2 separate regions of the Ovis aries genome follow, and region 1 is linked to region 2. A link is a contact called in public Hi-C data. All regions are on one chromosome and are shown on one strand. Each heading gives the region's core, a stretch centred on a gene start, on an enhancer-like site or on the middle of the called end of the contact. The rest is flanking DNA. Distances are from core to core; before and after follow the strand shown. Region 1 overlaps FRY (FRY microtubule binding protein). Region 2 holds the start of ZAR1L (zygote arrest 1 like).

What was found. Hi-C and Micro-C count contacts between places; a contact is called where the count stands out from the background.
Region 1: a contact with region 2 is called in a Hi-C map of liver, with 4 times the contacts expected there. The contact joins the enhancer-like site here to the promoter of ZAR1L in region 2. A contact is called at or near these places in 8 of 16 Hi-C or Micro-C datasets (blood, hypothalamus, liver and 4 more).

The regions. Positions count from the first base shown.
Region 1 is chr10:29,066,306-29,072,503 of ARS-UI_Ramb_v3.0, forward strand. It overlaps FRY (FRY microtubule binding protein), which reads right to left. Exons shown (of 64, transcript XM_042254804.2): 48 at 5,914-6,084; 49 at 3,857-3,997; 50 at 1,758-1,937. Among named protein-coding and RNA genes, the nearest start is that of ZAR1L, 100 kb to the left of the region's middle. Within about 2 kb of position 2,661, at least 7 of the 54 cell types and tissues checked have an H3K27ac peak or open chromatin away from gene starts, as enhancers often do. A contact at or near this core is called in liver, where this site is marked.
Region 2 is chr10:28,965,585-28,972,010 of ARS-UI_Ramb_v3.0, forward strand. ZAR1L (zygote arrest 1 like) reads left to right here and starts at 3,997. Exons shown (of 8, transcript XR_009595259.1): 1 at 3,997-6,426. BRCA2 (BRCA2 DNA repair associated) reads right to left here and starts at 3,975. Exons shown (of 27, transcript XM_042254798.2): 1 at 3,934-3,975; 2 at 2,987-3,088; 3 at 402-647. The coding sequence starts at 3,053.

The sequences.
Region 1 (6,198 bases), core at 1,411-3,910, 99 kb after region 2:
CCTGGCAAGCTACAGTCTCTGAGGTTGCAAAGACTCAGACACAACTGAGTGACTAACACACAAACCATTTTGCATCTTCAATACCTTCCCACCCTCTTGAGCAGCTGAAAACAAATCCAATTGCTTGTTCTTAAATACACTTCACAAATGACTATAAAGATGAGAAAAGAAACATACAGGAAAGCAAATTACTTTCAGATGTTTAAGCTTGAAAGACTTTCTTATAATAAGATCAAAATTCCTTCCCCTCATCCCAACCTGTAATTGCCAATCTTATACTCTCAAGTATTTAAAAATTTATTTAAATCTATGATTTCAGTTATTTAAAGGAAACAGTCAGGGCCAGGTTCTTGGGCAACATTTAAGAAATTTCACTCCTGAGAGGTCTGTAATGTGGTAGCTGGGTAGGCAGCACCTCTCAAACTTAAGCCACAAGGGGTCTCTACAGAAACCTGTTCACAGGCCCACATTCAGAGATGAGAGACACTGGCTGGGAGTGTTCCACCTGTCTCTCCAGGCCCATCTTTCTGGAGCAACTGGGTCTCTGGGACGTGCAGCTGACTGGCCACAGGTCTTCTGTACCTCTTTGGAACAGAATAAACTTTAGTAAAAGAGTAAGCGCCCTCTCCTACCCTAGCAATATAAACTGTTTAAAATGGAAAAATATTGATTTGATACCTTAATGTCATATATAAATATCACAACAGTAGCAATAAACAGTGTCTCATCCTGAGTGTTGAATGGTCAATGAGACGAATGAAAAAACCCAGTCTGGCTACAACTGAGCCAGTAAGTTGCATGTCAGCAGACCTAGTTTATTTCTTTAGTGAACTGATGGATTCAGCCATGCTGAAGAATATGTATGAAGTACGTTCATGCATTAGACACTGTACAGACCGTAATTACAAAGCGGACAGACCACGGTTTCTGCTTTAGGGGCTTATCGGTCATGGGGTAAGAGAGACAGGAAAGCAAATGTATTTTTATATCTTAGACTAACACACTTAAGTGCAGGTTTCCAAAAGTTTGTTCATGGACCAGCAGGTAAATCGGACTATTTCGTGTCCTCTTTTCTTCCTGACTCCTTAGTTCGGTTCATATGTCTCTTCTCTCCACATTCCCTTCTTTCTTAAGCTAAGAATTTAAATAGTGGTATTGTAAAAAGCATTGTGGGAGACTTCGCTGATGGTCCAGTTTTTAGAACTCCATGTGCCCACTGCAGGGGCCGTGGGTTTGATCCCTGGTTGGGCAACTAACATCCTGAATGCCATGTGACCCCACCCAAAAAATTGGAACTTAATAAAAATGAAAATACAACATATCAACTTAAAAAAATTATTAAAGAAAAAAAGCAGTGTGGCTTGGGGGAATGACCATAAGGGCAGATTCCATAAATCTCGGTCATTCACTGGTTTGGCTACAGTTCAGGAAACAAGGTTGCAGATACCAGACAGGACGTGGCAGCAGTCAGATAAAGAATGAGTGAAGGTCATGGTTTAAAATGTTTAAGATCATTCCATTTAAAAATTGTCTTTTCTGTGGAATCGTTTTTATATAACTGAGGCTAGCTTCTATTTTTAAAAGCTGCCAAGTGAGAGCCCCTGTGAATGTGTTCTTAAAAAGAGAATAAACAGAACCTCATTAGGCCTTAGAAGCTTTCATTTGACATAAATGTAAGCCTCCCCTTCTCTAGGCGGCTAGTTTTGAACTTTGCCACTGTGTATTCATGCTAAAGTTTATGGAAACAGTTAACATACCTCTGAAATATCAAAGTGGAAGTCTAGGGTTTTTCCAGGTAATTCCTTGGATGAGCTCGTCCACACTCGATGTATTTCTATCTTTGAGAGGTCACTGTGTTGGTAGGAAGGCAAAACTAGGCTGGCAGATCGAGAAACCACCAGCTTCAAAATATTCAAAGCTTCTCTCCAGTGAATGCTCTGAAGGAAATGAAACAGTCAGTCAATACTTAAAAAATTATTTCATTAAAAAAAACTAACATGCTCCTAGCTACTAACACTCCTCATGACCTGTCAGAACTCACTAATTTAAAACAGTACAGGAAATTCTTTAGTAAGTAAAAGGCAAATGACATAAAAAAGATAATTTATCTGTAAGAGGAGCTACATTTAGGAAATAAGCAAATAAAAAAACCCAGTTTTGTCCACATTTAAATAAACAGAAGGCTAAAATAACAAGGTACCGCTTTTGCTAATGAGGTACTTCCTTAATTTGAAAAGCAAAATAAAACAAAAAATCTCCACCCTTCATTGCAGATATGCTACTGTCTCCTCACTCCTCAAGATTCTCCCTGCCTCCAGTTTCCACCCACGCTCCCTGCTTCTCTGGCTCTTTCTGTTCCATTTGCTTCCTGGGCATCTGACCTCTGCCCTCAGCCTTCTCATGACCTAACCCGGGAGTCTGGGAACCATTCTTCACCCCCTCTTCCCTCCCTCCTGAGAATCTGACCCCTACCCCTGCCCACCTCCATTCCTGTTGGCACGGACTCAGCTGAATCCTCCCTGGACTATTTCAGTGGTTTCTTAACTGGTTTCCCCACTTGCAGCCTCTCCTTGGGTCCATCAAACCCATTCCAGCTACAGTGATCTTTCCAGAATCTTCAGCTCAAGCCACTTCCCTGCTTAAACATCTTCAGGAGCTCCCCCTGGTGGACAAGGAGGAGTCCACACTCTTTGAGCAAGCCCTACATGGGTAATCTGCCCTGGAATTCGCCAGAGCGGCCGATGTCACTAACCTCTGCGCTTTTCCTCATGCTATTCGCTCATCCTGGAATGCCCTTCCTCTCCTTGCTTATCAAAGTCCTACTCTTCTCTAAGTCTCACTGTGTTTCACCATCTTTGTGTCTCTGACGACTCCCAGGCAGACCGAGACACTTCTCCCATAAAACTACTGCACACGGATAATCAGCCTGATAAACGTTATTATTTGCCTAGGACTTGGAATAAAGCACATGAAGTAAAACGCATTCCCTTCATTGTCAAATTCTGCACAAGGGAGGTCATGGTTTGATATGAAATTAGCCACCATTCAAGATAAGATCTCAAGAACCAGGGATGATCCACAGGACTAAGAACAGGTAGTCTAACAAAACAATTTTTTTTTTTAACAAGGGGCAAGATGTGAACTGACCCTCTGTCTCTCGTGAGTGTCAAGTGAGAAAGCAATAACGAACACCTACCACATGGTACAACTGTTATTGGAGCAATGCCACGTGGAGAAAAAAAAAGCTTGAAAATCATTTTTAGCATTTGCAAATTCTGCAAGTAACGTGACTGGTGAAGTGAAGATTGGGAAAAAATGTTTAAGATTGTCAGGCTTAGTCAATGAGTTTAACCAGAGAAAACCGAGCATTTGTCCTTGAACTCTGAAACTCACCAAGTACACAGTATGTTTTGTTTTTTGGAGTATTTTCAAGTATAAGTATGCCGATTTCTTAGCCTTAGTTCCTTCGACCCTAAGTGACAATTTTCACCTCTGAATTAACCCTTCTCATCTAAAACACCTGATCTAGAACCAGGCACACACAAGTTGCTTCTTCCTTCTCCTTTGAAATAGAACCCTCAAACAAGACCCTGCCCCTGCCCCCCAAGCCGGGACATGCTTTCAGAGACGTGTCCTCTGAAGGCTCAGGAACGCACTGCGGCCTGGTCCTGTCTTTCTCCTCAGGAAGCCACTCAGGGTGGTGGTCAGCCACCATCTTGGCCGCTCTCAGTGTGTTATGGACATCGATAAATGAACACGTAGCCTGGCACCCATATAACTGTGGCCAAGTACAAGCTCCGTGCAAAAGCTGTCTTTCTGGAATGACTGTCTGGAAACATCCTGGTTCAATACTCACTTGCACGTATTTTTCAATGGTCTTCAGAACTTCCACGTTGAACTGCTTTACAGGAACGACAGAAAGGTCCATGTAGCTGAGCAGGCTGTAGATCACCTGCAGGAGGGGCTGCTGCATGCTGGGGAGGCCCTTCTCCAGAAGCTGTGGGGGCAACGCGCAGGGTGAGTCATCTGACACCAGATTTCCACACAGAAGCACCAAGGCCTCCTAGTACCTTTATGACTGCACATTTCCTTAGAAGGGAAAAGAAAATCCTAACTACTGAAGAGGTGGAGATGTTATCAAAGGCAATGCTGTAGGTCTGATATATAAACATAATATTCAGGGATTTCCCGGTGGTCCTGTGGTTAAGACTCTGTGCTTCCCCAGCAAGGGGCACAGGGTGTGATTCCTGCTCGAGAAACTAAGATCCCACAATGCCATGCAGCACAGCCTAATAAATAAGTAAATAAAAGCTCTTTTAAAAAGAAAAATGCTTATAAAAATTTTTTTAAAGACCTAAAAAAATTCACACAATGGAATACAAAATAAACCTCAAAAGGAAAGCATCAAACACCAACAGTGACTGAAAATTACAAATGAAAACAAAAGAGATACATTTATAAGTTATCAAATTGATGACAGAACCAGGGAGGATATAGGAAAGGGTAGAAATCATTGGTGGAAATGTTAACTTGGATAATCTGGCAATTGAGATCAAGATAACTAAAAGGGTTCATATCTTTTGAAATAATAATTACATTTTTAGGAACTTTTCCAAACCTAGAGACAGATACTAAGATTTAAGTATGAGATTTCACCAAGGCATTAGTTATAATGGTTAAAAAAAGAGAAAAATCCCACACAAAACAAGAAAGCTCTGTGAGCAATTTAAAAATCAAACACTAGGGACACGGATACATAAATTATGGTAATCCATATGATGAAATACTATGTATTCAATAGAATGTTTTTAAAGACAGTAAAAGATATTAGCTATATTAAGTGAAATAATAAAGAAGGAATATATAGTTTCTATATAATAAATGATGCTAACACTGATGTAAATGGGTGTGTGTTAGACAAATAACACAGTAAGGACACCCAACAAAATCTTACTAGTGTTTCTCTCTGGATAATTTAAATTATTTTGGATGATTTTTCTTTCTTTCTTTCTTTTTTTTTTTTTTACTGTTCTGTACCTTCTGAATTTTCTGCTACAAACACATACTGCTTTTATAATCAAGAAAGAAGTCAATGATATTTTCAAAAAGGAAAGGAAAATAATAAGCAAATTGCTGTAACAGACATAATGAAAAAAGTTACTGTTCAAAACTAAAAGATAATAGAAGTGATTCAGAGAAATGCTGAGATTCCACATCGAAAGTGGCCAAAAGGACTGATCCGTTAACAAATCTATTGTGTGGAAAAATGAGCATCTTCAAAAATATATGCTTTGTTAATGAGTTCAGAGCATACAACCATTAAACATAGTTAAGTCCTTAAATAAGATTGAACACCAGAATAATTTGAAGAAAATCTTCCTGTCTCTGGCATGTGCTGACAGGTACCAGGGTAGTAAAAAGGAGTTTACGCTTTGGAGGCAGCTATATATCATTTCAAAGGCTGCTGTGACACCTTACACTTGTAGATTACTAAACCCGCTGATTCTCAGGTTCTCTGTTGTAATCACTGAGTTATTGTGAGCATCAGTTGTTTTAACTGATTCTATACAGCATCTATGATAATACATAGTAAGTGAATACATGATGAATAAATGAGGTTAAGGCTCTTATCAGTTTCACATACATAGTTTACCCATGGTGGTGGTGATGGCTTAGTCACTAAGTTTTGTCTGATTCTGGTCAGCCTGCCAGGTTCCTCTGTCCACTGGATTTTTCAGGCAATAATATTGGAGTGGATTGCCATTTCCTTCTCCAGGGGATCATCCCGACCCAGGAATAGAAGCTGGGTCTCCTGCATTGCAGGCAGATTCTCTACCAACTGAGCTATGAGGGAAGCCCACTATTTTACCCATAGAAACTACAATAGACTTTATCCTCAATTCAGGAACTTACCTCTGCCAGGTAGGTAACCATATTCAAGGTGATGTCAGCATAGGCTTCATGAAGGTACCGGCAGACCACATTGACCCACGTGGCACAGTCCCTCGTGTAGCTGTGTGTTTTATAAAGAGTCATGACGTGTGCAAGATTGGAAAGTTTGGGGTTCTTCTCTTCCAAACAAACCTTTTATGAGAAGAAAGTCAACTAGTGATACAACAGCCTGATGAATAAGGAAGAAATGTTAGCAATTTTGCTCTAAGCCCTAGCAGCCTGGAAAACTGATCGATACATTTTTGG
Region 2 (6,426 bases), core at 2,747-5,246:
ATGCAGGCCAGAGAAAGTGCTACCAAATCAAAAGACATTATAGCTATTGTTAAAAAAAAAACCTCTGTCCTCTTTGACGGCCTGCAAAAATAGTTTAGTTCAACATCAAAACAAGCCCTAGGTTTTTCTATATAGGAAAGATATAATTTATCAAGTCTCAGTGGGCAGGATATATTAATCAAAGGAAGGACAAAAAGGAACATTTATCAAGGACCTACATTATTTTTTTTAATCTAAACCTAGGTAGTATTTTAATCATTTCCGCTTTTCAGGTGAGGAAAGTGGCCAGAGAGATCGATCTGACCAACCTGATATAGTTAACAACAGAGTTGGGATTTTTAGCACAGGTCTGTCTGAATTACTGGTCATATTTTCCTAGTCAACTACATCACATTACTTACCTGAATCCGATCTGAATTTATGTAATTCCTTTAAAGGAGACTGGTACAGTGGCAGAGTTAGACTTTGCTCTTTGAATATTACAGGAGTTGAAGCCAACTGATGATAAGGTTTCCTTTGTGGTGTTTTAAATGGGTTTGTTTCGTAACTGCTGATTTTATATTCTAATTCTTCTGAAAGTTCAGAATTACAGGGTGGAGCTTCTGAAGAAAGTTCTTCAAACCAATTAAGGCTTATTGGTCCTAAATCTGTAAGGAAAATAAAAATCGTGACACAATAAAACCCATGAGCCAGTGAAGATTATGATACAGAAAAGGGTGCTTGAGATTTTGACTGTGAATTACATTTGCTGCTGCTGCTAAGTTGCTTCAGTCATGTCCGACTCTGTGCAACCCCAGAGATGGAAGCCCACCAGGCTCCCTCCTCCCTGGGATTCTCCAGGCAAGAACACTGGAGTGGGTTGCCATTTCCTTCTCCAGTGCATGAAAGTGAAAGTGAGAGTGAAGTCACTCAGTGTCTCTGACTCCTAGCAACCCCACGGACTACAGCCTATCAGGCTCCTCCATCCATGGGATTTTCCAGGCAAGAGTACTGGAGTGGGTTGCCATTGCCTTCTCTGGTGAATTACATTTAAGACATACTAATTAACATATTATTAACTGGAGGATTTTTGCAGAAGCTAACACCAGTGATTTGTTATACAAGTAAATACTGAAGCTTCCCTGGTCAGTAACGTTTGTGTAAGAAAGGCGTATTAACACTTATTTAGTCAATAATGAGTTCAACAAGTTCATTAGTCTGTTATGAATCTGTAGCAAGGTAGAACAGAAATTTTTTACAAGATTATTAGCTATATTAGCTTTTTAAAGTTTTCTTTTATATTCACGATTCAGAAATAAAAATCATCCACAGTAAGAATGCAACCCACAGATACAATACTACATAAATGGCTGTGACAAGTCTATAGGTACACAAGACATATAGACTCACAAATCAAGCGGAATAGATTCTCTGTTAGAGAACAAAATTTCTCTTATGTTCTATACTTAAAGTAGTGGTTCTCAAAATGTGGCCTGTGGACCACTTGAGGGGAGGTTCCCCAAGACCCTTTCAAGGGGTCTGTAAGGTCAAAACTGTTTTCATATTAGACATCATTTGCCTTTTTCCCAATGTTGACATTTACAGCAGTGGTGGGTAAAACTGGTGACAGCTTTGCCTGAATCATGGCAGTGGCCACAAACTGTACTAGGAGTTACTATATTTTTCATCACCATGAATTTGTTACAAAAAACCAAAAAAGCAAGTTTAACTTAAAGTGTCCTTAGTGACAAAATGGAGAGCACACATAAAACCATTTCTGCATACTGAAGTACAATAGTTATTTGGAAAAAGCACTCATGTGATGAGTTGTGAGTTGAATTAGCACTTTTCATGGAAAGCCATTTTTGCTAGAAAGAATGACTAAGTTATTCTGAGTTGGGTATTTGGTGGACATTTTCTTGAAATGTCCTGTTACTGCAGGGAAAACAACAGTTTGCTGCCAAAGATAAAATGTGAGTTTTCAAATGAGAATTAGAACTTTGTTCTCTGTCAGCTTGACATCTTCCCAACCTGAAAAGACTTTTCTGATGAGATCAGTGAAGTAACCAATGTGATTTTTTAATAATGTCTAATGGAATGTGTCAATATTTGGTATATTTGTGTAATTCAGAACATCAGTATTTTTCAAATAATCAAACCATGGATGATGTCACAACATGGGTAAAAGATTTATTCAGGAGCAAGAAAGACTAATTGAATTTAATGTAAAAAGAGTACAAAAAATTCATTACATGGTTTCAGATTCCACATTGCAACTTTTAAGAAACTCCCACTTAAGTTTGGTATAATACCAAAGAAAACTACCCACAATAAAGTGAAAACAGTTAAAAACACTCCTTTTTCTAACTACATTTTCTGTGTAAAGTATGGTTTTCTTCATATACTTCTATCAAACAACGTATTGTAAAGAATTAAATGCAATTCTTTGAAAATGAGCATGAAAATCCAGCTATCTTCTATTGAGCCAGATGGTAAAGAGAACTGCAAAATTTTAAAGTAATGTCACTCCTCACATTTTTCTTGGAAAAGTTATTTTTCATAAACATATTATTCATGTTAACATGCAATGAATTTATTTTTGTTATTAACTTAATGTTTTTAAAAGCTCTTAGTTTTAATTTCTAATATGGTAACCTAGATAAACAAATACTCTCAGTCCTCAATCATTTTACGAGTGTAAGGAGAACTGACAACTTCTGCTATTATGTTACTAATGCTTCTAACTTGCTAGAAAGTCTCTGCTTTAAAAACAGTGCCACTCATCAAGGGGCCAGTTTCCTCTTTATCCACCACAGGTTCTACACCGATCATTTGGTTAACTGTAAATGATTACTTTTCTGATTTATGACTTCATAAAGCACAGTTTATGGTGTAAACAAAAACGTTAAGCACTGGATTCTTTTCAACAAGCATGTATAATTACACATTTTTCTGAAAACATTTTTCTCTATGTAAAAGATCAATTCATATAAAAAACTGTTAATACCTGCTTTGTTGCATCGCGTCTTAAAAATGTCAAAAAAAGTTGGCCTCTCTTTGCATCCAATCGGCATTTTTATCTACACTATTCCTTCAAAGTTTGGTGAGTCTGCAAAAGAGAACACCAAAACACACTTCACACGTATGCAGTCCTTGCTAAGTGAGTCTGAGGTAAAACCGGAAGAGGTAAACCTGCCTGAAGCTACATTGTTTAAGACAAGAATCGAACTCACCGCGGGCAAGTAAGTATTCTGTATTTGTGCAGTCCAATAGAGCAGCCATTAGCCACATGACTCATCTCAACTGTGGCAAGTCTGCTCAAGAACAGAATTTTAAATTATTATTTAATCTTCATTAACTAGTCACGTGTGGCCAGTGGCTGCGCAGTTAGCAGAGGGCTATTAGATAAACACCGGGAAACAATTCCCAATCAGTAAATTTTCGTTAATACAGCAACTACCTGGGGACTAAGCGATGAGGCAGATACAATGTGCCACAGGCTATGAAACATTTTCCAAAACAGCAATATTCCGGTAAAGTAACTTCATCGTGATTCCAATGAAGGAAATTTCAGCCTGGGACATGTGGGCCGAGCGGCGCCCGAAGCTGGGCCAAGGAGTCCCCGGGAAGGGGCGGGACTGGAGCCTCCGGCCGAGGACCTGATCCCTTCCCCCTGTCGGTGCGGAACGGGAAAGGACCAGTGAGGGCAGGAGGCTCGGCTCCCACCCGAGCACCGGAGGCGCTCCCCGCTGCCTGAGACCGCGTAAGGCTGCCCATCTCCACTCTCCACCCCTGCCAACACTAACCGCCTTCAGAGGTGAAGCTGGTTTATGTTTTTGGCCAGAGGAGCTGAACAACGCACAGGTACTCAGATAAGAAACGGGATCGCTCAAGCTCCTTCGCGGACACCCACCGCCCCAGACAGCAAACTTCAGCAGCCGCACCTCCACCCACCGGGTTTCAGATTCTCGCGCCAAAAGCCCGCTCTCGGGATATGTCACGCGATGACGCCATGACGCAGCACGCAGCGTAAACGCCCACCGGAATCAGACTGTGGCCGCGCCGTCAGTGCTGCCGCTTGTGGCCAGGGATAAACCTCGCGTCAGTCCGGAGTCGCTAAAGAAAGAGCCGGGATGCTCGTTCTCTTCTTCCGAGCCTTCAGAGTACCAAGCCGCGCTGTTTGGAGGGACCACGCCCCATGTATACGCCCTGCCTTCCCCCTCCTCCGCTCCGTCTCTCGTTTGGATGGCCGCCCCCGCCCCCGACGCGGCCTGCGGTCTGTGAAGTCTTTGTTCTCTACTAAGAGGGCGTCGCCCAAAGTGGGCAGACGTTAGAAAACCCCACAGTGCTCAGTCGGTGCGGATGACTTCTTGCCCAACGGAGAGCTCCCTATAGAGTGGAAGGGGCTGAGATTTGAAGCCAGCGTACATTGGTTATAGACTGCGTGTTGCTGTTGGGCAGCAGAATTTCAAAAACCTCTGAGACTCTCCCGGCTTGAAAAGTTGTTAAGCCTATCTCAAGTCTCCTGTAGTTTTGGATAATACTTCCTCCTGCAGGCTTCCGTAGTATCCTTGACGTATCCTTGACGCTCCTAGGATACTAAGCACCTGTTTTGTGCCTGACTTGCTCTTGAAACTGCCCTGGAAGACAGCAGTCTCACTCACAGAGTATGGGCTATGGCTAGCACAAGGCTTAATTCAGGTGTTTACTGTAGGATCTCGAAAGCTTTCAACTGGATTCTGAAGGTGATAGTGGCTCATAGGCCTTGCTACTATCCAAAGGCTCCTGACCGACGAACAGTGAAAGCAACTTTGGATTCGAAAAAGGGTGCCATTTACTTGGTACCTGAGGTGTCATTTTAGTTTGATCATTATCCTTGGCTGTAGACACCTTTGCAATACACATAGATACAAAAGCTTATGATCATCTAGGTCTAAATAGCACAGATACCCAGGCCTGTGATCTTTAGCCAATAACAGCTACCTCTTAATGAGCATCTGTGAGTTATTCTTTATGCTTTATAAGTAATATCACCTTTAACCTTATGATCTTAAAAATTTTTGAGTATTGTCAGATGGGGAAACCGAATCATCCAGTTGATTTATAAGTAATATTACGTTTAACCTTATGATAATCTTATAAATTTTCTGGTATTGTCAAATGGGGAAACTGAATCATCCAGTTGAGTAAGTTGTCTAGTAAACAAGGCCCAGGTGGACAGAGGAGCCTGGCATGCTACTGTCCATGGGGTTGCAAAGAGTGGAACACTGCTGAAGCGATTTAGCATGCAGTGCGCAAGTTTCAGTTCAAGTCTTTTACTTAAGATACTTAACTATCCTGTGATTAAGTCTGCGTTTAACCTCTAAGAACAGTTTGCTGCTTTTCCCCTTTTGGGGAGAATTCTCACTAGAGTGGACTAATGAGAACGGTTGGCATGTTATACAACCCTCTGAAATCTATTTTTTCACTAAATACACTGTCCCGCCAACCCCCATAACTATGCTTCTTGCTGCTGCAGAACCAGGTTTTTTATATTTATGCATCCTGCCATAACACTGTCTTCTTTATGCTCACTCTAATAGTGCGGCAGCTCAAATTTTGCTGCTTGTATTCAATCTTTTTTATTTTTAAAACACAGTCTCTGAAATTGTAAGTCAGTATAGGAATAAATTGGAGCTTCCCTGGTAGCTCAAATGGTAAAGAATCTACCTGCAATGCAGGGGATCTGGGTTCGATCCATGGGTTGGGAAGAAGGGCACGGCAACCCACTCCAGTATTCTTGCCTGGAGAATCCCATGGACAGAGGGGCCTGGTGAGTTGCAGTTCATAGGATCACCAAGAGTTGGATGACTGAAGACTATGCATGCATAGGAATAAATTAGAATTACTAATTAAAGCATGTGTGTGAATAAGAAGTTAAATGAAAAACAGCTTTGAAAAAAAAAGATTCAAGAGCAGTGAATTGAGAGGCAGAGAGCCCAATTAGGGATCAGGTGGCAATTAGGCCTCAATGTAGGGATATCGCCTTCCCTCCTCCAATTTGGGTAATAGGCAGCAGCACTCATCAGAATCTGAAATAAATGGAGAAGCTCCGGAAGAACGTGAACCAACGTGACCTGGAGAAAAAGGGGGCGGGTGAAGGTGGAAGACAAAACAAGGCCTGAAACAAACTGCCTCGGGATATTGCGCTGCGCCTGGGCGCCAGGTGGTCGGATGGAGCGTGTCTTCTGTGTTCCCTACAGCTTGTACCCCGGCTATGGGAACATGCTGCGTTTGGGCCAGTCTGGACTCTCTGAGCACGGACAACCGCTCTGGAGGCAAACCAATGTTCCCCCCACTTTCCTGGCCAGGCCCAGGCTACTGATGCCCTCCAGTGCCTCCGACTGCTGCATGGACCCTTACAAGAGAGCCCAGCTTATGGCCGTTTTCTCCCATATGAACCCCGGC